Linked DNA regions of Mus musculus: regions 1, 2, 3, 4, 6 and 7 are each linked to region 5. A link is a contact called in public promoter capture Hi-C data. All regions are on one chromosome and are shown on one strand. Each heading gives the region's core, a stretch centred on a gene start, on an enhancer-like site or on the middle of the called end of the contact. The rest is flanking DNA. Distances are from core to core; before and after follow the strand shown. Region 1 holds the start of Mon1a (MON1 homolog A, secretory traffciking associated). Region 2 holds the start of Camkv (CaM kinase-like vesicle-associated). Region 3 holds the start of Ip6k1 (inositol hexaphosphate kinase 1). Region 4 holds the start of Hyal2 (hyaluronoglucosaminidase 2). Region 5 holds the start of Ptpn23 (protein tyrosine phosphatase, non-receptor type 23). Region 6 holds the start of Apeh (acylpeptide hydrolase). Region 7 holds the start of Slc38a3 (solute carrier family 38, member 3).

Region 1 (2,700 bases), core at 152-2,651, 2.5 Mb before region 5:
CTCAGAAATCTGCCTGCCTCTGCCTCCCAAGTGCTGGGATTAAAGGGGTGAGCCATCACCGCCCTGCTCAAAAATTCTTACTTTAGACTCGTATAGTGAAATAATATGAAATGAAGTATATAGGGAAAACTTGTATAAATTATATTTGCTTCAAGGTAGGAACCTGGAAGCCAGAGCAAGCAAAGAGAGGAAATCCTGAAAGACCTATGGAGACTTGGAGAAGTTCCACTCCCCTTCTCAGTCTCCACTGCAAAGGAACGAACTCCCTCTCACATGGGACGCTTCCCTTACCCAGCATTTAAGGGTCTGGTAACCCTGTGGAAACTATCTCCAGGAAAAGGTCACAGGTTGTCATCATGTCAGTCACACATATGCCAGTATTATGGAGCCAGATTTCAAATTTGCATGGGAGAGAGGGAGGGAGGGAGAGAGAGAGAGAAAGAGAGAGAGAGAGCACACATATGCCAGTATTATGGAGCCAGATTTCAAATTCGCATGGGAGAGAGGGAGGGAGGGAGGGAGAGAGAGAGAGAGAGAGAGAGAGAGAGAGAGAGAGAGAGAGAAGAGAAGAGAGAGAAGAGAGAGATCCCCAACTTCTCCGACCTCCTTAGGGAGCCTGTCAAACTGCAAGGAAAAGTCAGAGGTTTTTGACTTTGTCCTTTATCTCAGAACTATTGGGATGACTAACCATGAAGCTTGAAAAGTAAGCAAATTGCTTCAGATAAAATATAAGTAATACTAGCCATTCCCTAATTTTGCTTCTTCAAACTATTCACCAGAAATAAGGGCTGCTGGGAAAACTTGTTTTCCTGTTTTTATTACTTTGTGTCTAGGAAATTATAAGCAGTGGTTCCTTGCCCTTAGAAATCACCCAGGAGCTTTTTCAAACAACTCCGATGCCTCGTACCTCACATTCATCCCATTAAGTAAAAATCTATAGGATAGTGTCCAGGCATTAATGTTTTTTTAAAAGCTCCCCGGGTCAGTTTATGTGAATTGTTGAGAATTGTGCTTTCTATTGCCTTAAAATAATATACTGTGACCAGACTTAAGGTCTTTTTAAGCAACAATTTTTGAGTCTTTTCAACACGTCCGCGTCTTGTACAGTCTATGTGGTTGTGCTCACTAGTGGCATTTATCCAGCTCCCTAAACTTATCATCTTTCCATGATCGGTGGGGAAATACTGACGTTCGTTCTGGTCCCTTAAAGTAAACATCTAGTGGGTGTTTGGGGGGAAGGGTAGAGGACCCGCCTCTAAGACACGGAAGAAGGCGGTGCCAGGTGAGGCAACCCGGGTCCTAGGTCAGACCCCGCCTCTGGCATCGCCAGGCTCGGGAGCCCGGAACCGCTCCCGCAGCTTTAAGGCTGCGGAGAGTTACGGACTACATTTCCCACAATGCACACAGGGGCGGGCTGGGGCTGGCCAAGAGGCTGGAACCGGGCCTCCGCCACCAGAGGCCGGTGAAAGCTGTCTTCCTGCGCCGGTGGCCGGTTAAGGGTCGGCAGGAGAGATCGGTTCCTCCGCTGTGGCCATGTCTGTATCCTCCAGGGGCGGTAGCCCCGCGAAGTTGCACTCTGAGGCCAGGCACTGCTGGACACTTATATCTCCCCAGGGGTCTGGCAGAGGGCAGTGACTGGTACCCTCGGTAGGTCCTGTGTTTCCCCAAGAAACAGGTGAGTTCGACTGCTAACCCACGTGGCCTGGGGGCGGCGAGAGGCGGGCAAGCTGTCATCTTTAGAGGGAGGGGCTTGAAAACTAGGGGGGGGGGGTGTCCCGGCCATCTACTGCCCCGATAGGGGTACTGCGGCTCTTTGGGGTCCTTTAGCCGGCTGGTCCCAGCTAGGCACTAAGAAAGATGAGGCGAGAACTCATCCTTTGGCCGGGAGAGCAATGTCCCATAGGCAGCAGACACCAACCCCCAATTCGGACATATTCGGCCCACAGAGTTCTCTTTAAAAGGAGGATGGTGGAGCGAGGCAGGCAGGTCTGAAAGGGTGAGCCAACCCTTTCTAGGTAGAGTTTGCTTGGGAACTGTGAGCAGCCTTTGTCAGGAAGGGGAGTGGCCTCTAGAGGTGACAAGGAACTAGGCTCATTGTAGATCCTGGAGGCATCCTGCTGAAGCAGCCACATCACAGTCCCAATTGAGCCCTGACTGTCAGACTTTCTGAGTCGTCCTCCCAAGTGGACCAAAGGGGTCAAGATCAAATTTGAAGCGCTGTTAGAACAGGAAAAAAGATCAAGGTTGTTTGAAGCTAGTAAGGAGGGGCTTTTGCAAGACCCTCCTCTCTCAGGAGCAATCTGAAGGAGGGAGGCGCATTGGAAGGAGGGACAGCATCAGCTTTTTGTTTGTTTGTTTGTTTTTGTTCTTGGTGATTTTGTTCATAGGCTCTGCTAGAGGCTTCTAGGAAAAGTTGCATGCCCTGGGAGCACTTAGAGGAACTGCCTAAAAAGTGTTCCTGTAGAGACCACTGGAGCTGTTCTCAGACACCTCCCTTGCATAACGGCTCAGGACCAGCTTTTCCAGGAGCACTTGCTGCAGAAATCAAAGTCTATTGGAGGTGGGAGGTGGGCTTTATCTGCTCCACTCAGCCTTCTTGCCTGAGTGTGTGGGTATCCAGAAAACGGTTCGCTTCACCAGGCCTTCTGGTTGGAACCCCAGACTGACCTTGGAGAGGATAAAAATGCTATATGATCTCAC
Region 2 (2,700 bases), core at 15-2,514, 2.5 Mb before region 5:
ATGCCAGGCTTTTCCTTCCTTCTGCAAACATTAGTTGAGCATTGTGAGATTAGACATAGGCTCTGTCAAGTTTGCCAAAAGGTTCCTATCCAGTACTGGGATGGATGTTAATGGCCAAGACTCTTCGTACTCAGGGGCCCAGATACAATGATAACATGGCCTAGAGGAAGTGACCAGAGTCGGGGAAAGACATGAAGAACTCAACAACCCTTCTGGAAGAGGTTATCCAGAAACCCTGAAGCAATTTCTCTGGCAATCTTCTGGCTTCAGCCCCAAGTTCTTCACTTGTTGGGTCCCATCTGTCCTCAGCTATGGGTGGTAATGCAAATAGGCTTGCTCAACATGTGACCCTGTTCCCAGGATGGCTGGGCCGGGCAGATCACTAGCAGGGTAAGATGGAATGGAGCCTGGGTCCAGACAATGGAAAACCTAAATGTGGCCTTTATTTATTGTCTCAGGATGGTCCTCAGGACTTGATGGGCAGTGGGATGGACCTTCAGTCCTCTTGCCTCCTTGAGAAGGGACAGAAATATGGTTAAGAACTTCATTGGAAATTCCTTCCTAGTACTTCCACAATACCATAACCTAGCCCAGGTCACCTGGGTCATGTTGCTTAGGAAATGTTTAAGGATTATTACAAAGAGAAGAAAGCAGACCCCATGCTACATCATAGGTGACTTTTAGTTTGGGAAATTCAGAACTATACAGAGGGGACTGACTGAGCCAGCCATGAGGCTGGTAATTTAGTTGGGAAAGATTTTGGCTTCACAGGAGTTGGATGTAGGATGGTCTGAGGGCCTCACTGTCTTGTCATTTCCAAATTGATCACAATTGCACACATAGTCCTGTGTGTTTATTCCTGTCTAGGAGGTGCTCCAGGGACTGCCCATGTGGTTCTAAGTAGATCCAACCCTTTGGATCAGGGTTGGGGAACTGGGCAGGGCCCTGGTCTCCTGCAAACTACTTCTAGCCAGGAGACTCCTGTGCAGTTCCAGGACTCAGGTTCTTCTCCAAGTCCTCACTCCTAACTCCTTACTTCGGGATTAGGAAGGGCCCCTTCGCCTCCTGTTGCTGGGTTTTGAGTCTGATGGCCTAAGTGAGCCTAGCAGGTGTTCGCCGCCAACCTGCATGCGCCCTCCCTCGAGTGGGATTCCAGTCTCCGGGTCTGCCAGGGTGGGGGCGGGCCGGGCGAGGAGGCCCCGCCCCCAGCCCGCCCCCGGCCCGGGGTGCGAATCCGCTGCCAGAGAGCGACTGGCGATGCTGGAGGTTCTGGAGTCGAAGCGGCTGCAGCTGGCGCCGCGTCTGCCCCGCGTGCCCGGAGCGGATTCTGCCCGCCGCCCCCGGAGCCCTGCTGAGCGGGTTATCGCTTCCTGCCTGTGACCGACCAGCTTTGCAGGTGCGGAGCAGGGAGGGCTGGGCCGGTGGGGAGGGCGCCTCCTGGATGCACGTTGGGGGGCCTTGGGAGATTGTTTCCCTGGTTAGAGAATCCCCGCGCAGGATGCGCGCGATCACCGCGAGGACTCTGGGGGTCCCAAGCAGGGGCACAGCGCACCGTTTCTGCAGATGCGAGGTGGGGTGGCGTGCGGGGTTGGGCTAAAGTTCCCCATTACCTCTGACGGCTTGGGAGGGTCCCAGAGAAAGCCTCTGCAGCTCCGAATTGTAAAAAACATAAACCCTCGAAGATTCGTGGTGCCCCTTATAGGGGTAAAGGGCCAAGGGCCGAGCGGTCCATCCTCGCTCCTAGAGCGGTCTTCAGCCCCTCCCCAACTGCCCCTGGGGGCCCCCTCCCTCTGGTTTGGCAGTCACTAATTTCCATGACAACGGAGAGTTCTTTATGGGCGACAATCCGGAGGGGGCTGGGCGGGGCTGCTGCGGGGCTGGGGGAGGAGGTTCTAAGCCCGAGTGGACTATTGGCCCCCAAGCTAAGTTCAGGCTTCCAAGCCTTCTGAGGGTCTTTTGTCAAGGGAGGTGGGGGCGCAGCGCACTGACACACGTGCGAGGTGGGGGTGCGGGGCGCACATGTTTCTGCTGGGAGGTGCGGGGCTTGCTGCTCACACGTGTGCCTCCCGCATGTGTGTTGCTGTGCCAGCGGGGGCGAGCCAGCAGCACTGGGGAAGGGGGTCAGAGTGGTACCATGGTGAAGAGCAGGGACTCTGCCTGGAGTCGCAGGGGACAATTAAAGCGTTAGCCTCTCTGTCTTTTTCAGCTTGCTATTGCTTGACAGGAGACCCTGGGCTTTTGAGCCCCAGCCCCATGAAGGGCTGCCAACTGCTCCCCGACCCCAAACCTGTTCTAGCAGGTTCCTTCCTAGAGAACAGGGCCCCCTTTTCCTCACCAAAAGCTCCTAGCTGGTCTATACGACTCTAGTGGGTCTTTTGCACACCAGCCTCCAAACACAGGCTCAGGCTTTGGGGCCCCCAGGACCACCTTTGCAGAAGTAGGCTGGCTTCCCCTCCCCCTCTGAGTTGATTACTGGCAGATTCAGTGACTTCTGAGCCTCCCTTTCCTAACTTGGAAATTAGTATCTCCATTCCCTTCATAGCCAGGATGGGACAGAGGTCTCCCTTTTTTTCCCCTCATTTAGTGTGGATCCCCAGGCGCCCTACCCTGGCTCTGTATATATCTGCTGCAGGCCCTTCTCTGTGTCTTCATTCCCTGGTGGCTACCAATTAGCCGGCTGGTGGCAGTCCTCTGCTCTGT
Region 3 (2,700 bases), core at 36-2,535, 2.4 Mb before region 5:
AAGAGATTGAAGGTGTATACTGCCATGCTCTGCCTAAGAAAAACTCTAAAAATTAGTTTTATATGTATGTGTGTCTGTATGAATATATGCCACATGTGTGCTGGTGCCCATGAAGAGGGTGTTAGACCCCCCATAAAGCTTTGAGCTGGGTGATGTGGGTGCTAGGAACAGAACCCAGGTTCTCTGTGAGAACAGCAAGTACTCTTAACCACTGAACCATCTCTCTTAATGGGGTGTCTATCAAAAGAAGAGTGTTAGAGACTTCAGTTTCAGCAGCCTGAGCGGCTATAAGTGTTTTTTCCTGAGTACTTGGCTTACTCTAAGAGCTTATTAAGTCTGTTTCTTGTTCATCTTCATTTTATAGACAGAGCAACTAAAGAGAAGCTAAAGCTCAAAGTTCTCAGAGTTAGGGCGTTTTGGTGTGGGACCAGGTGCTGTGATGTATCCTAACCTTGAAGCCAAAAGCCCCGGGTTAGGTGTCTACTTATGGAGAACAAGGGATGGTCATTTTCGGACTCATAGTTTGCCTTGGAGATAGATCATGATAGCCAAGGGCAAAAAGACACTGTGTCACAGGAACTTAACGGTGCTCTGAGGCAAATAAGAGCGATCACTATGTGCTGAGACTTGAGCTGGTTGCAGATTGAATTCTTATGCAAAATAAGCCGGGGAAAGGGGAAGCCGAAATCGAAGAGGTAGCACAGACGGCTGTGCCTCGGGACTGGTGAGAGACAACGCTGGGAGACGCTTAGAAAACACTAACTCCGGAGCTAGAAGAGTAGAAGGACCCATCGCCACCACTTCCTAAGACTGTGTGACCTTGGCTCAGGCTCTTTTCTGCGCCTCAGTTTCCTCACCAGTTAACTAGGGACGATCCCAAGCACAGAGGCAGGGGACAAAGCAAATACCGTACCTATGACATTCCCTAAGTGTGTGCGAGAGGATGATAAACGCTGCCAGCTCAAAACCGAAACGATTGCGCAGGTGAGAAAACGAAGGGCTCTCCAGCATCACCCCCATCGCTGCTAAAAGCTCCACTGCTAGCAAACCTGAGAATGGCGCGCATGCGTCAATTCCTGCCGTCACAGTCACGTGCCCCAGGCATTCTGCACGAGAGGCACGCCCTGACTGACGGAACAGTTGACGAATCAACGCGAAGAACTCCTTCAGGCGTCCCAAGAAGAGGCTATTGATTGGAGATAACCTCAGTTAGGGGCGGGTTCTTTGCTGTCCTTGGTTACTATGACGCCCGGCCCCCGCCCCCTCGGCTGGCCGCCATCTTGTTGTTGATCCGTACCCAGTGGGCAGCGCCAGGAGCTGGACCGAGCGGCCGGTGAGGGGCCGCTGCTGCGGGGCTCAGCCACCAGCGCCGCCTGCCAGGGGGGCGGGCCGAGACCTGGAGGCCCGGGGGGCCCAGCTCCCGTGGGGAGCCTTGGGCGCCCGCTGCCCGAGTCGGGCCGGTGAGTGACAGGAGTCGGGCCAAAAGACCCGCCCGACACCCACGGCGAGGGTGGCGGCGGGCGCGGGGTTGTTGCTGGCGCGCGTAGGTAGGGTCGGGACTTGGGGCGAGCATCACTGGAACATCATTCCAGCATCCTGGTTGGCCTTCCGCCGAGCCTCCCAGATGTTGACACGGAGGCTGGGTGGGCAGCCCGGGTGGAGGTCGGAGAGCCCTGAGCCCTGGGACCGGCCGGCGGGGTACCGGGAAACCTGCCTTTCAGACCGAATCCCTGGGTGCCTGAGAGCCGGCGTGCTGAGACGTGGTTGCTGCCAGCTCGTTCTCCCGGCCGTAACGTTCCTCCAAATCAGCGATAAACGTTACGTCGCTCTTAAGATTTCATACTCCTGCGAGTAAATTTTCAGGCCGCTTGAGACTAAGATGAGACGAAACAGGCCTAAAATGCCTTCTGAGCCAAGGAGGGTGGTATCGGGGCCCTGTGCTTTTGGTAGGGCTATGATCCTCTGCCTGGCATCACCGAGATCCCTCGGCGTCTTCCGTGCTCTTCAGGGCTCACTGTTTACTGCTTCTTGAAGAACCTAGCTAAATGTCCACAGTGGCAGAGTTTTATTTGGGGTATAAGTTGTTTGGTGCTCGACTTGGAGTATGTGGTTTAGGAGGATAAGGATGATGATGATTTGATTAATTTTGTCTCTTAAAGAGACAGTCCGTTAGGAGACGTAGGAGTGTTGGGACTATTAAAAACAAAAACTGAACTAGGGTATGGGAGCTCATGCACTAGGCTGAAGGAGGAGGATTGCCATGGGTTGCGGGCGGGCCAGGCAGAGCTACCTAGCAAGACCCTGTCTGCAGACAAAAGCAGAGCTGAAAGCTGTTGATGCTTGATGAAAACAGCGAGTCAAGCTTAGAGTCAAGATGGAGGCGGGGCTGGCAATCCCCAAAAGAGTATGCAGCTCTAGAAAGGGTCCTGGCTGCTGTAAATCACATTTTTACCCAGGGTCCCTTAGGTTCGCCACACAGGTGTCTTGTATGTTGTCGTCATATGAAACCCACAAAAGACGATTAAGGAGGCCAAGCAGGAGGTGTGCTCGTAATGTCTGTTAGGATCATGCCTCCTCTGAACGTTTAATTTTGGGAGAAACCAGCACCCTGGGCTGGAGATGATACCTTTGGGAGACTGGGCTGAATGCAGCCGGCCGAGGCAGCAAGTTGTGAGGAGAGGGGACTTGAGTAGTATTTAT
Region 4 (2,700 bases), core at 107-2,606, 2.8 Mb before region 5:
CCGCCCCCCTGGCCCTTTCCGCCTGGAGGGCAGCAGGAAGTGAGGAGAAAGAGCAGGGATGGGAGGCGGGAGGGAGTGGGTGGGAAGGAATGGGGTTTATCAAATCCCCAGCAGACTGCCCAGAGGGCAGCAGCTGGCGCAAGGAACCTGGCTGGAGAGACTCTACTCAGGTGAGCGCAGAGTAGTACATAAAGCTAGTCCGCACTGCCATAAATGCGTGTACTCCTGCGGCGCTCCCTAGCTTCCAAGCTTGCGGTAGGGAAAGGGGCTGGCGGCCAGAAGCGGACTTTCGGAGATTTGAGTCGTGCATTGGAGAGCAGATCTAAGAGGCGAGGGTACAGGTCTAAACCTAGTCCTCACTGGAAGGGGATTGCAAGGCAGAAAGGTTCAGAATATGGAGTCGGGGTACTAGGGAGACACTGAAGCCTCCTTTCTACGAAGTCAGGCCCGAAACTTTGGCAAATTGCTCTTTATTTGGAGTTGAGTGGGTACCCCTATGGACAACCATCCCACCTTCACCTCGTCGCAGAGACTGGTCCGGGGAGAATCCAGTAAATTGGCAAGCCCTGGCGTGGATCCGGTGAAAGTGGCTAGATCACTTTCCCCTTTGGCCCGACTGAACTTCAATCCCTTTGGCAAGGCAGCGACCCACCCCCCTGGTTACCAGGACAACCACTATGTCTGCTTTGCCAAAGGAGGGCTCAGAAGCTGTACTAGGCCCCCTCCTCTAGACGGGCAAAACAAAAGGCGGGGCTTCCTTCTGACCGCAGACAGACTAGTGGAGGGAACCTGGGCTCAGCGAAGGCGGGTCATTAATGTTCCAAGAGGTTCTGGATCCACTCGTGTCAAAATCTCTTACACTAGACAAAGGGCCCACTTTGCTAGAGTCCATATTCAGACAGGTGGGATTGAATCCGCAGCTACCCCCAGTCAAGGCTTCAGCTATAAGCTTTTATTTCAAATGCCATTACCACCACTACCCCCTCATTCCGCTCGCGCCCGCCCCATCCAATGTTCTATCCCTTTAAGAGGCCAGCTGCAAAGAGTGGATTGTTCCACTGACGACAGATTGTGGGGGTAATATCTCAGGCTGGTTAGCTCTGGTGGCTAAAACCAGCGGGAATCCCCATTCCAGGAGGTATTCAATCTCAGATACATAACTATGTTCCTCTACAGAAGATCTAAGGGTCCTCGAACTCGAAACGCAGCACTGGCAAAAAGGAAGAGAAACACACCCTCCCTACGAGGCCGTAAATTCTGCCATCCACCCACCTCCGAGGCAGGATTCTTAAAGGGCCCGCGGGCCTCGGGGCGGAGCCAACAGAGGCTCGAGCTGGGGCAGTGCTTGGGCGAAGGGCCGGATCGGGCTTGGTTGGTACCAGGATGGCGGCGGCCCTGGCGTGGGTCCTGGTGGCGCCTGGTTCGAGGTGAGGGCGGGCGTCGCAAGCCTGGTGACTCTCTTCCTGTGAGATGGGCTCTGAATCTCTAGGGGCGCCCTCATAAGTGACCCAGGAACCCCACCCCCACCCGGCTGAACTCTGGCCCCACGTGCGGGGCGGGGGCGGGGTCCCGCACAAAGACCGGAGTGGAATACTCTTTACCCGGGACCCCTTGTGCTGGGAGGTGAGGGTGTGGGCCGGTCGCGAAGTGCTCACACAGATTCTTGGTGGCTGTGGTGGGAAGGGCAGGTCGGCGAGCACCGCGGTGGGAAGTCCGCTGCCCCTTTGTCCCCGGGGCGCCTCCTCCTATCCTAAGAGTGTCGGTGCCCGAGACTAAGTCCTGACGTTCTTGCTCTTCTGCTTGGCGCACATTGCACAGATACCAGTTCCTCTGCAGTGTACCTAACAGCTTCCCAGCTTCTGTATGCGTTGTGCCCCAAATGCTGTCTCTTCTCAGAATCAATTCTGAGTTCGTAATGAGGGTGGGGGACATGGGGTGTTCAGAGTGTTTTAAAACTATTTACTGTATGGTATACAGGCATGTAAGTGACTCTAGCAGTGAGTCGGTAGCCTAATCAGTCCCTTTTTCAGAAAGGACATGGACCTAAAGGAGATTCTTGCCCAACCACGGGCAGCTCCCTGCTCTAGAAAGAGCTCTGTGGTTTCGGTAAATTCCCTAAGGTCTTTTGCCTACCCATCAGCATCCTGCTATCTCCCAAACCTGTTACAGCCTCGGCCATCTGAGCAGGAGCATGGTGTGCCGCACAGTATGGGTTTGGGGAGTTTATGTGGGATGAAGGTGCGTACACATCTCTGGAATTTGCTAGACTGACTTGTTCTCTCTCACACTTTCTTCAGTTCCTGAGCTGCTACCAGGCAGGTAACACTTCCTGTAGCCCCCAGCATGCGGGCAGGACTAGGTCCCATCATCACACTGGCCCTAGTGCTGGAGGTAGCATGGGCCGGGGAGCTTAAGCCCACAGCGCCGCCCATCTTCACTGGCCGACCCTTTGTGGTAGCATGGAACGTGCCCACACAAGAATGTGCCCCACGCCACAAAGTGCCACTGGACCTTAGGGCCTTCGATGTGAAGGCTACACCGAATGAGGGTTTTTTCAACCAGAATATCACCACCTTCTACTACGACCGTCTAGGCCTGTATCCACGTTTTGATGCAGCCGGGACATCTGTGCATGGCGGTGTGCCTCAGAACGGCAGCCTCTGTGCACACCTGCCCATGCTGAAGGAATCTGTGGAACGC
Region 5 (2,700 bases), core at 40-2,539:
GTCTGTAAATTTAGATCAATTGGCTTACTACGCTGGTCTTACAGGTGGGGAAAGGAGTCTGGGCTGGGGGCATATATCTCTGTGGAAGAGCACCTGCCTAGCTTCTTGTGCCAGGCTCTGTCTGGGTCTGATACTCACAGCTTGGACCACCACCACATCCACACACCCGGCACCTGAATGCACCTCACCCTATCCTCAAGCAAGTAGGGCCTGATCAGAGGAAGTGGTGATATGAAGAGAATCCAGGAGGCAAGTCCATCGGAAACTACTTCCAAACCCATTTTCTTTCTCCTCCTTTCCCTAAATACCACGGAGTGGTAAAGGATTCTAGACTGTCTACTCCAACCGCTGCTGTGCTAAATCCCCAAGACTCCTCCCAGCTCCCCACCTGCCCACTGCTGCTACGGCCCTCTCGGAGGTTACCCAGTTCCACATCACCACACCTGATCTCACCACGGAAACCCCTTGCCTCAGTGAGCTCCAAACGACTGCTCTAGCCAGCACAATGACTCATAGGATGCCAAGAGCCCTAGCGTGATTCAAGCCCTCTAATCATCAACAAGAAACTGTCTTTTTGGTTCAAAGGAACTTTGGAACAGAAATTTTGTCAGGAGACCATAGAGAATTGGAGGGTCAGACATCCAACTGCACACAGACACACACTCAGTCACACACTCTAAGAGCCAGACATTCCTATGGACCACTCGGGCTCCGGTCTTAAACACACATTCTTTCCTAGTCCAGTCTTGAACTGGGAGGCCACCAAGGCCCGGGCCTAGCATGGACTCCGTAGACCCTGGACCGCCATCGCTCCCCGCGGGGGCTCCCTGGACATGGAGGAACAGGGCAGAGCTGGGTCCAGGAGCGTCATCGCAAGGAAGCGCTGAACCTCGGTAGAAACGCGGGTGGTCTGGGACAGAAGTCCGGAAGAGGGTCCCCATAATGATGCACTGCCAGTCGGAGAAAACGATGATGTGCCGGCCGGGGAGGGGTGGGCCATCCTAAGGGAAAACGCCTGGCCCGACCTGTGACGGAACCCGGGGAGGGACAGGCGCGCAGGGGGGGCGTCACGCGCGGGCAGACGACGGAGATGCGCGGCGAAGGTGTGCTCACCTTCTTCACCGCAGACTGGAAGTGAAAGTCACCGGCCTCCTTCAGGTCCAGCCAGATCATGGGCATCCGGGGCACGGCCTCCATCGCGGGTAGCGCCTAGCGGCCCTAGGGCCGCTCCCCTCCCAGGTCCAGCAGCTGCTTCAGCCGCGCGCGCAACCCCGCCCCTCCACGCCGGAAGCTGCTCGTCACGCGGAGTGACGCACTCCCCCCGCAGCCTGTTGGGAGGTGCAGTCCGGCCCCCCCACCCCGGTAGTCTTTTTGCACATGCGCACACCTCTTCGCGCATGCTCGGTCTTCTCGCGCGAAGGGTCTTGGGTGGAGAGACGACCCAATCCACGGTGAAGGGGCTTCTGGGAATAGTGATCTCCTCCACTAAGCTTGAGGCTTTGCTGGGATTTTCTGGTTTGCGTAACGTTCTTCTTCCTCCCGGGGGGGCCCTTCAAAAACTCACCCATGAATTTGTAATTCCCAAATCTTGAGAGCGGTGAAGGATGGGGACTAGTGCTGCATAGAGAACGACTAGTGTGATGTTAGGGAGAGGGGTTGTGAAGACAGCCATGAGCTATGCAAACTGTATGGCGGGATGGAACTCAGGCTAAAAGTGCCAAGGGATTCCTTCTGTCCGCGGTTGAGGGGGCAGGAACACTGCTCCACACCACCACCCTCTGCAGCCTGAGGAGTTCTTGATTTTTAGTAGGATACATTGAACAGCCAAGTTAACACCTAAGAAGACTGCGACTCTGGAAGGAACTATACAGCGACGAGCATTTGTCTCTGGAGACACCTGTGAAACAGGAATTTTAAAGCTGTGTTGTGTGTATTGTTAAATTTTAGACATAAATAATGGAGACACCCCGGAGATTGAGGGAAGAGACTAGGTCATTTCAAGGCTGGACTGGGCAACATAACAATACGTTGTCTCAAACAAATTTTAAAAATAAGGAAACGGAGAAAGTAGTGAGTGACCTTTTGTAGTCTTCTAGGAGACCGGTGATTGTGGCTTTGGGTGAAAAAGGCTTTAAAAAAAAAAGTGGGTAGATAATGCACTTTGAGGAACATCTGAGAACTATTTTGAAAAAAAAGTATCCTAAGTTGGGGTGGGTACATGTTAGGGAATGAGATCAAAGTTGATTTCCAAGTTTCTGCCTGGTTTAGGTGGATAGCTGACAGGCTGTTACCTGACATGAGGAAATTGGGAGGAACATGTAGAAGGGAGCGCAAGACTTCAGGTCTAGTTTGTGTGAAGATGAGGACAGATGCATTTAGAGGCAATGTAGAGCCCGAGAATAAAGACTCTGGATTCACAAGACGGGTTTCCCCGACCCAGGTAGGGCCCACGTCCTCTTTGTAGAAGTAACAGACATTTCCATACTAAAAGTATGTTAGGGTCTAGAGAGGTGGGTTGGTTGTTAAGAACACTGGCTGCTCTTCCAGAGGACCTGGCTTTGATTTTCAGCATCTACATGGCAGTTCCCAGCAGTCTATAACTCCAGTTCCAGACCTTTAGTCTTCTTCTGGGTTCTGTGGGCACTGCACACATGTGGTACACAGACATACATATGTGCCAAGCAAAACTCCTATACACAT
Region 6 (2,700 bases), core at 125-2,624, 2.3 Mb before region 5:
CCAAGTCGTCCCCCCCAACAGCCTTGTGCTGGCCCCCTTACTGGTCACAACCTCTTAGCTGAGTCTCTGTCTCTGTCTGTCTGTCTGTCTCTCTCTCCTTTCTTTATAAGCCCTTTTAGGTCTGGCGTTATAAAATCAGAATTGGCCGCACAGGAGGCTATCTCCCAGCTAACTGGGACTCTGAAATCATACCAGCCCATGAAGCACTCCCAGCCTCAAGCTGGCTGGCCTTTTTTCTCTTCCTTAGGTTACTGACTCGACTGTCTCCAGAGTCCTAGGGACCTAGGCCCTAGTTTAGAAGAAGCTCCTAGTATTTATCAGGCCATGTCTCCAGAGACCAGACAAGCTCTCAGGGGTCAGGCACCTTGCTCTTTGCTCCCCTGAAGCCACCCAAAGTTGTCCCTGAAGGGGATAGGCACAGAGCACAACACCCTAAGGACACATGGCGACATTTATGAAAGGCTAGCAAGGCAGGTGGCTGCGGTCTTGTCTACAGACTGCTCCTGTCACACTTACTCCCCCCGGGTTTCCACACTGTTGCCCGCAGGCCCGGCAAACACCACCGAGTCTCCATCATGGAACACTAGGTACTGGCGGCAGAATCGGATGTTCTCCATTCGATCCAAGTCCCTCTGAGTCCACTCTGCAAGGGAGGCAGGGGGCTGCTCAACTTGTCTGGGCCAGTTTGGACCACTGCCCACCAATCAAGGCCTATCTTTCCCAGTCTGTCTCCGGACAGCCTGAGTATAGCCTGGACAACACTTCACTTAATATAACCTAAGCCTAGGCTCCCAGAGCCTGAGCTGACGGTCAGAGAGAACCCACTACCAACCACAGAATTTTAAGGGCAACATAGCTGTTGTTGGGTTGTAGAATGTAAGGGCCGGAGAGTCCTGCGAGGCCCACACCTTGCACTCAGGTCTGAATTTTACTCCCACACCTTCAACTCATTTACGGAATTATTTATCAGTAAGGCTAGTGCAGCCCCCAAAACACCTGTGCGCAGGAACTACAGTTGGGTTTCCTCCCCAAACCCGTGTCAAGCAGCGTGCCCTCCACAGTCCCCATCTCTCCACCTGGATGCACGGCCCGTCGCCACCCAGTTCCCTCGGTCTACACACCAGTGTGCACAGTCCGATAGAGGCCCCCATACTGCGTGGTGACCTCCGGGCCCAGGCAGGCGGCGCTCAGCGAAGGCTGGCGGCTAAGGCCCCGGTACAGCGCTGCCGCCTCCTGGGGCTCACTCAGCAGCACCTGCGCAGGGGACACACCAGGGTCAGGCTCAGCCCGGGCTACGGAGGCCACGGGGGCCACGGGCCGAGCCCTCACCTGACGCTCCATAGTCGGTCTTTCGGTAGCAGCTAAGTCCCGGAAGTGAAGCTCCGGGGGCGGGGCCTAAGGCGGTCCCCAGTTTCCGCTACACTCAGTGGCGACCTGGGACCCGCAGGGCCCTGTATAAGCTCCGGCCAGTCGGCAGGGGGCGGGGCCTGGATAGTAAGAAGGCGGGGCCTACGAAGGAGCCGCCCGGAGGGGAGGAGCGGGAAACAAAAATTCAGTCGAAGACTAGGCAAGTGGGAGGCAGAATCAGGGAGTCGAGTCCTGGGATTTTTAGAGAGGGGAGGCTCCGAGGAGTGAGGGCGGACGTATAGCAGCAGAATACAGAGCCGGTGTTCAGAGACAGGGCAGGTCTGGGAGGAGTGAAGGAAGTAGGATTGGACTCCAGCCGACTGTGAGCTGAAAGCTGCGGGATCAGAGAGAAAGCCCTGAGCGTTCGAAGGGTGGGGCTTCGGAGGAACACTAATGATCCTTAAGGATGAGGGGGCGGGGGCGGGGGCGGGGACGGGTGGGAACCGAATACAGAGACTAGCGGGTCTGTGAAAGCGGAATGTTGCGGGGCGCCTCAGTCGCAGGGATCTCTTTCAGCGCTCTCCCCATCTACTGCAAGCCAGGCGATTAGGAGTGGGAAACTTAGGTTCCCGGGTGGAGCCCTGGGGCGCCGGGCAAAGGGCGGTGCTGAACTCTCTGGGTGCTACCCTGGCTTATCAATCACCAGACTTGCCCCTAAAGCTATCTGTTGCCACAGCCTTAACCCGCCCTTCTCAGAAGCTCCTTGCTGCGGATCGTGAGCCGACTGGGTCTCAACCTACTCCAAGGGCCGATGTGGAGGGTCAGACTTCACCTAAGAGCAGCGAGCGTGCTGTGGAAAGAAGAGCCTAGGCAGACAGTCTCCTGCACACGACACAGGACTAGGTTGACTTAGGTGACAGCAGAGAGCAAGAGTGGTTGGGCAACAGTAGGTATCTCCCCCTCCTCCATATAGCTTGAGAGTGGCTGGTCTTTTAGACCAGCTATGGGCCCCCTTGAATGAGTGCTTTCTTTCTTACTTGAGGCAAAATTGATACTCTTTAATCTCTGTTTCTTATTTTCTAGTGCTGCTTAACTTATATTTGTTTAGTTTCTCTACGTAGTTCTGGCCTCAAACTCACAGAGACCCACCTATCTCTGTCTCCCAAGAGCTGGGATTAAATGTGTGGGCTATGATATCCAGCTTGAACTATTCTTGACTATACTAAGGATTAAAGTCTCAGCCATGGGGGACTGGGGGGGGGGGGGGAGTTTCGAACAAGGTAGGCAGATGTAAAGCTTGTTTGATAGCACCAGGGGGCAGCACTTGCCCATCTAGCTCCTGGGAACCAGGAT
Region 7 (2,700 bases), core at 188-2,687, 2.7 Mb before region 5:
ATAAGACCACACTCAGAAGGATGATTTGAGAGGCAGTGAAGAGATGGGATCCCCAGACCCAGGGTGAACGAAGCTCTGAGGCACACCGTTCTCATCTTTCCTAGAGACACAGTCTCATGCTCAAACCCAAGAAATCAGAGCTTGCATTCCTGGTTCTGCCATCCCAGCCTCTCCAAAGTGCCGGGCATGGCCTCATGCACTCCTGATCTCTCCCATCATGGGGCTTCTTAGGGGAGGTTTCCACAGCTGTGCAGATGTTCCCTATTTCCAAATCGAACGATCCTTGGATTTATCTAGCTTTCTAACACCCTATCACACAACGAATCATCCAAGGGACTGACCTCTTTTCTGGAAAATAAGCCCCTACCCCAGATTGTGTGCCAGGGGTCTCTTTTAGGGGACAATGTAATGGCGGGACGTGGAGAAAGCAAAGGGGGAAGAACAGGACTGGTGGGCTAAAGTGCCATGGAGATGTCCTTCGTGGTTACTCCTCAGGGTGCAAGAGCCCCCTCCCTCCGCACACAGGAGAAAGAAGACCTGGATTCAGGTCTCAGGTCACGTGACGAGGGGGAGCTGCGCTTGGGGCGCAGTTCTCACGTGCTCCATCCTTGGCCCCCTTCTCTAGTGTAAACAAACGGCACGCATTCATGAAAACTGAGTCCTGCGCCCTGGCTAGTTCTCACACCTCGGCCAGCCAGGTCCACAGGTGGACAGGAGCGCCCATTGCACCCCGCCCTCAAGCCTAAGTGTCACAAAAACCCAGAGCAGGCAGTGCCCGCTGGCCTCACTGCAAATGGCACTGGTTCTGGGGCCAGCATGTACCCCGTGGCCCCTCAGGCGTCCCGGCCCGATCTGCCCTCAAACTGCCCAGAGAGCGGGATAAATATACCCGGATCGCCGGCGTGCCAACCGGCGGATCTGCCTCTCAGGCGCCCGTCGGGGCAGCGCTCCAGGGTCTACTCCCGGCCATTCTTTAGCTGGTGCCCGCGGGTCCTGACTCAGGAAGTCGGTCCACTGTTTCCTGAGCTTCAAACTAGGTGTTCTGTGGATCTAACCCCGGGCTGCTGTCCCCTTCTGTTCTGCTTGGCTCTACCAAGAAGCGGAATCAACGAGGTGCCCCTCCCCGCACCCTGGCGCAAGCTTGGAGCTGGTGCCTACCCGCAAGCTCACAAACCTGTGCTCTGGAGCTCGCAAGATTCTGACTCTCGGAAAGCTGAGACGCCTGCCCGGGTCTCGGGGTACAAGGAGAGCTTCCCAGAGCCGACTATGCACTGGGGGAGGTATTGTGGGCTCCTTCTGCCCAGCGCCCCTGTGCTGGTGGCTCTATATCCCCCGGCCGTACCTGGCCTCGTGGTGGGCACGTTCAGCACACTCCGTTCCAGAGGGTGAGATCCGCTCTGCTCCAGGCTGAGCGCAGGGCTGCAGCGGCAACTGCAGCAGCAGGGGATGAAGGGTGCCCGGCCCCGCCCCTGGCCCGCCCCCGGCCCGCCAATCCCAGGCTGCCCGAGGGAGGAGGGGCTGGTCCGGGGAGGAGCGGGGGCCTGGCCGACTTGTCTCAAAGGGGTAGTCGGTGCCCTTGGTGACCTCGAAGCCTATAGGTGGGAGAGCCTGATTGGGGAGGGGTCGCTAGAGCCTTGAAGGATCGGGGCGATGGTTCAGGTCAAAGCAGAGATCTTTGTGAGGACAGTGACTGCCCTGAACCCCTGAAACATTCTGCCTACATTTCTCTAAATCCCCGAAGAGATCTTCAACCAGAAGAAATAGGAATACCGAAGGCTTAACTTCAGTGAGGGGCTTGGAACGGACGGCTTTCAGACTTACGCCTTTTCTACCTTGCCTGGGTCGACCGCCTTTGCTTAGCAGGGGTGGATGGAGGGGCTATCTCAATCAGTTTTTTTCTTCCCCTGAGATAGTACCCTAGAGGCTGAAGCAAATACGGTCTAGGACAGCGAAAACAAGGGGAGATCGCACTGTGTCTTTTCAAGCCTTGCACCGCTATGCTCTCTACTCTACGAGTGAGTGACTGCTGTCAGCCTGCCCATCAGAAACGGGGGCAGGACTTGTGAGAAAGAGATTTTAGGGAGGGCTCTTTCTTGGCTGGTAGTCAGTGCCACCTCTACCTGATTCCCACCTACAGCTCCGGTGCTCAGAGGCAGGTGGCAGAGGGTAGGGAGCTAGGGGAGGCGTTGACCTTTCAGGCTAAAGGGGCCGGGACAACAGCTGTGCCTCTCTTTTCTCAGCCACTGGCTCTGATCCGATTAATTCCATGGCCTCTGCTGTTCCTCTCCAAGCTGGACTTCTCTTGTCATATCTACCTCCTGATGTCATATCTACTTCCTGGCGCTGTGAAGCATGCCTTCAGAGGCCGGGTCTCATGCTTCCCTGCCTGAGGCTGGGAGTCGGGACTCCTCAAATCCCGAAGCCCTGGATTCCCTTCCTGCTGACTCATAACACTAGCACAGCCAAGCCCAAGCGTGCCTCAGTTTCCCTCTGTATCAGAAAGAAATGGTCGTCTTGCCCTTTGGCCTGAGAGAAGGGGGTGGGGGTGGGGTAAAGTGAAAGCCATGAACTAAGACCAGATGCTGCCTAAGAGGGCCAGGGAGCTGAGGGCCTAAGGAAACAGGCCCTGGGGTGACAACAACTCCAGGAACACAGGCCATCCAAGCCTACCTTTCCGGTAGCTAGATGACAGGAAGGAAA

What was found. Promoter capture Hi-C pulls out the DNA fragments that hold promoters and counts their contacts.
Region 1: a contact with region 5 is called in a promoter capture Hi-C map of liver, with 3 times the contacts expected there. The contact joins the promoter of Mon1a here to the promoter of Ptpn23 in region 5. A contact is called at or near these places in 4 of 39 promoter capture datasets (the C10 cell line, liver and pre-B cells).
Region 2: a promoter capture Hi-C map of liver shows a contact between it and region 5, with 6 times the contacts expected there. The contact joins the promoter of Camkv here to the promoter of Ptpn23 in region 5. A contact is called at or near these places in 6 of 39 promoter capture datasets (hippocampal neurons, liver, neutrophils and 2 more).
Region 3: a contact with region 5 is called in a promoter capture Hi-C map of pre-B cells, with 3 times the contacts expected there. The contact joins the promoter of Ip6k1 here to the promoter of Ptpn23 in region 5. A contact is called at or near these places in 3 of 39 promoter capture datasets (liver, neutrophils and pre-B cells).
Region 4: a contact with region 5 is called in a promoter capture Hi-C map of pre-B cells, with 8 times the contacts expected there. The contact joins the promoter of Hyal2 here to the promoter of Ptpn23 in region 5. A contact is called at or near these places in 4 of 39 promoter capture datasets (the C10 cell line, hippocampal neurons, neutrophils and 1 more) and 2 of 9 other capture datasets (adipose tissue and liver).
Region 6: a promoter capture Hi-C map of pre-B cells shows a contact between it and region 5, with 2.7 times the contacts expected there. The contact joins the promoter of Apeh here to the promoter of Ptpn23 in region 5.
Region 7: a contact with region 5 is called in a promoter capture Hi-C map of liver, with 4 times the contacts expected there. The contact joins the promoter of Slc38a3 here to the promoter of Ptpn23 in region 5. A contact is called at or near these places in 3 of 39 promoter capture datasets (liver and pre-B cells).

The regions. Positions count from the first base shown.
Region 1 is chr9:107,886,728-107,889,427 of GRCm38.p6, forward strand. It overlaps Mon1a (MON1 homolog A, secretory traffciking associated), which reads left to right and starts at 1,402. Exons shown (of 6, transcript NM_028369.3): 1 at 1,402-1,675.
Region 2 is chr9:107,934,656-107,937,355 of GRCm38.p6, forward strand. Camkv (CaM kinase-like vesicle-associated) reads left to right here and starts at 1,265. Exons shown (of 11, transcript NM_145621.2): 1 at 1,265-1,396.
Region 3 is chr9:108,001,363-108,004,062 of GRCm38.p6, forward strand. Ip6k1 (inositol hexaphosphate kinase 1) reads left to right here and starts at 1,286. Exons shown (of 6, transcript NM_013785.2): 1 at 1,286-1,460. It overlaps 4930535L15Rik (RIKEN cDNA 4930535L15 gene), which reads right to left and starts at 1,057. Exons shown (of 4, transcript NR_166685.1): 1 at 914-1,057.
Region 4 is chr9:107,567,807-107,570,506 of GRCm38.p6, forward strand. It overlaps Hyal2 (hyaluronoglucosaminidase 2), which reads left to right and starts at 1,357. Exons shown (of 4, transcript NM_010489.2): 1 at 1,357-1,427; 2 at 2,298-2,700. The coding sequence starts at 2,344.
Region 5 is chr9:110,406,921-110,409,620 of GRCm38.p6, forward strand. Ptpn23 (protein tyrosine phosphatase, non-receptor type 23) reads right to left here and starts at 1,290. Exons shown (of 25, transcript NM_001081043.1): 1 at 1,114-1,290. The coding sequence starts at 1,197.
Region 6 is chr9:108,093,106-108,095,805 of GRCm38.p6, forward strand. It overlaps Apeh (acylpeptide hydrolase), which reads right to left and starts at 1,375. Exons shown (of 22, transcript NM_146226.2): 1 at 1,330-1,375; 2 at 1,122-1,254; 3 at 517-643. The coding sequence starts at 1,341.
Region 7 is chr9:107,665,962-107,668,661 of GRCm38.p6, forward strand. Slc38a3 (solute carrier family 38, member 3) reads right to left here and starts at 1,438. Exons shown (of 16, transcript NM_001199217.1): 1 at 1,343-1,438.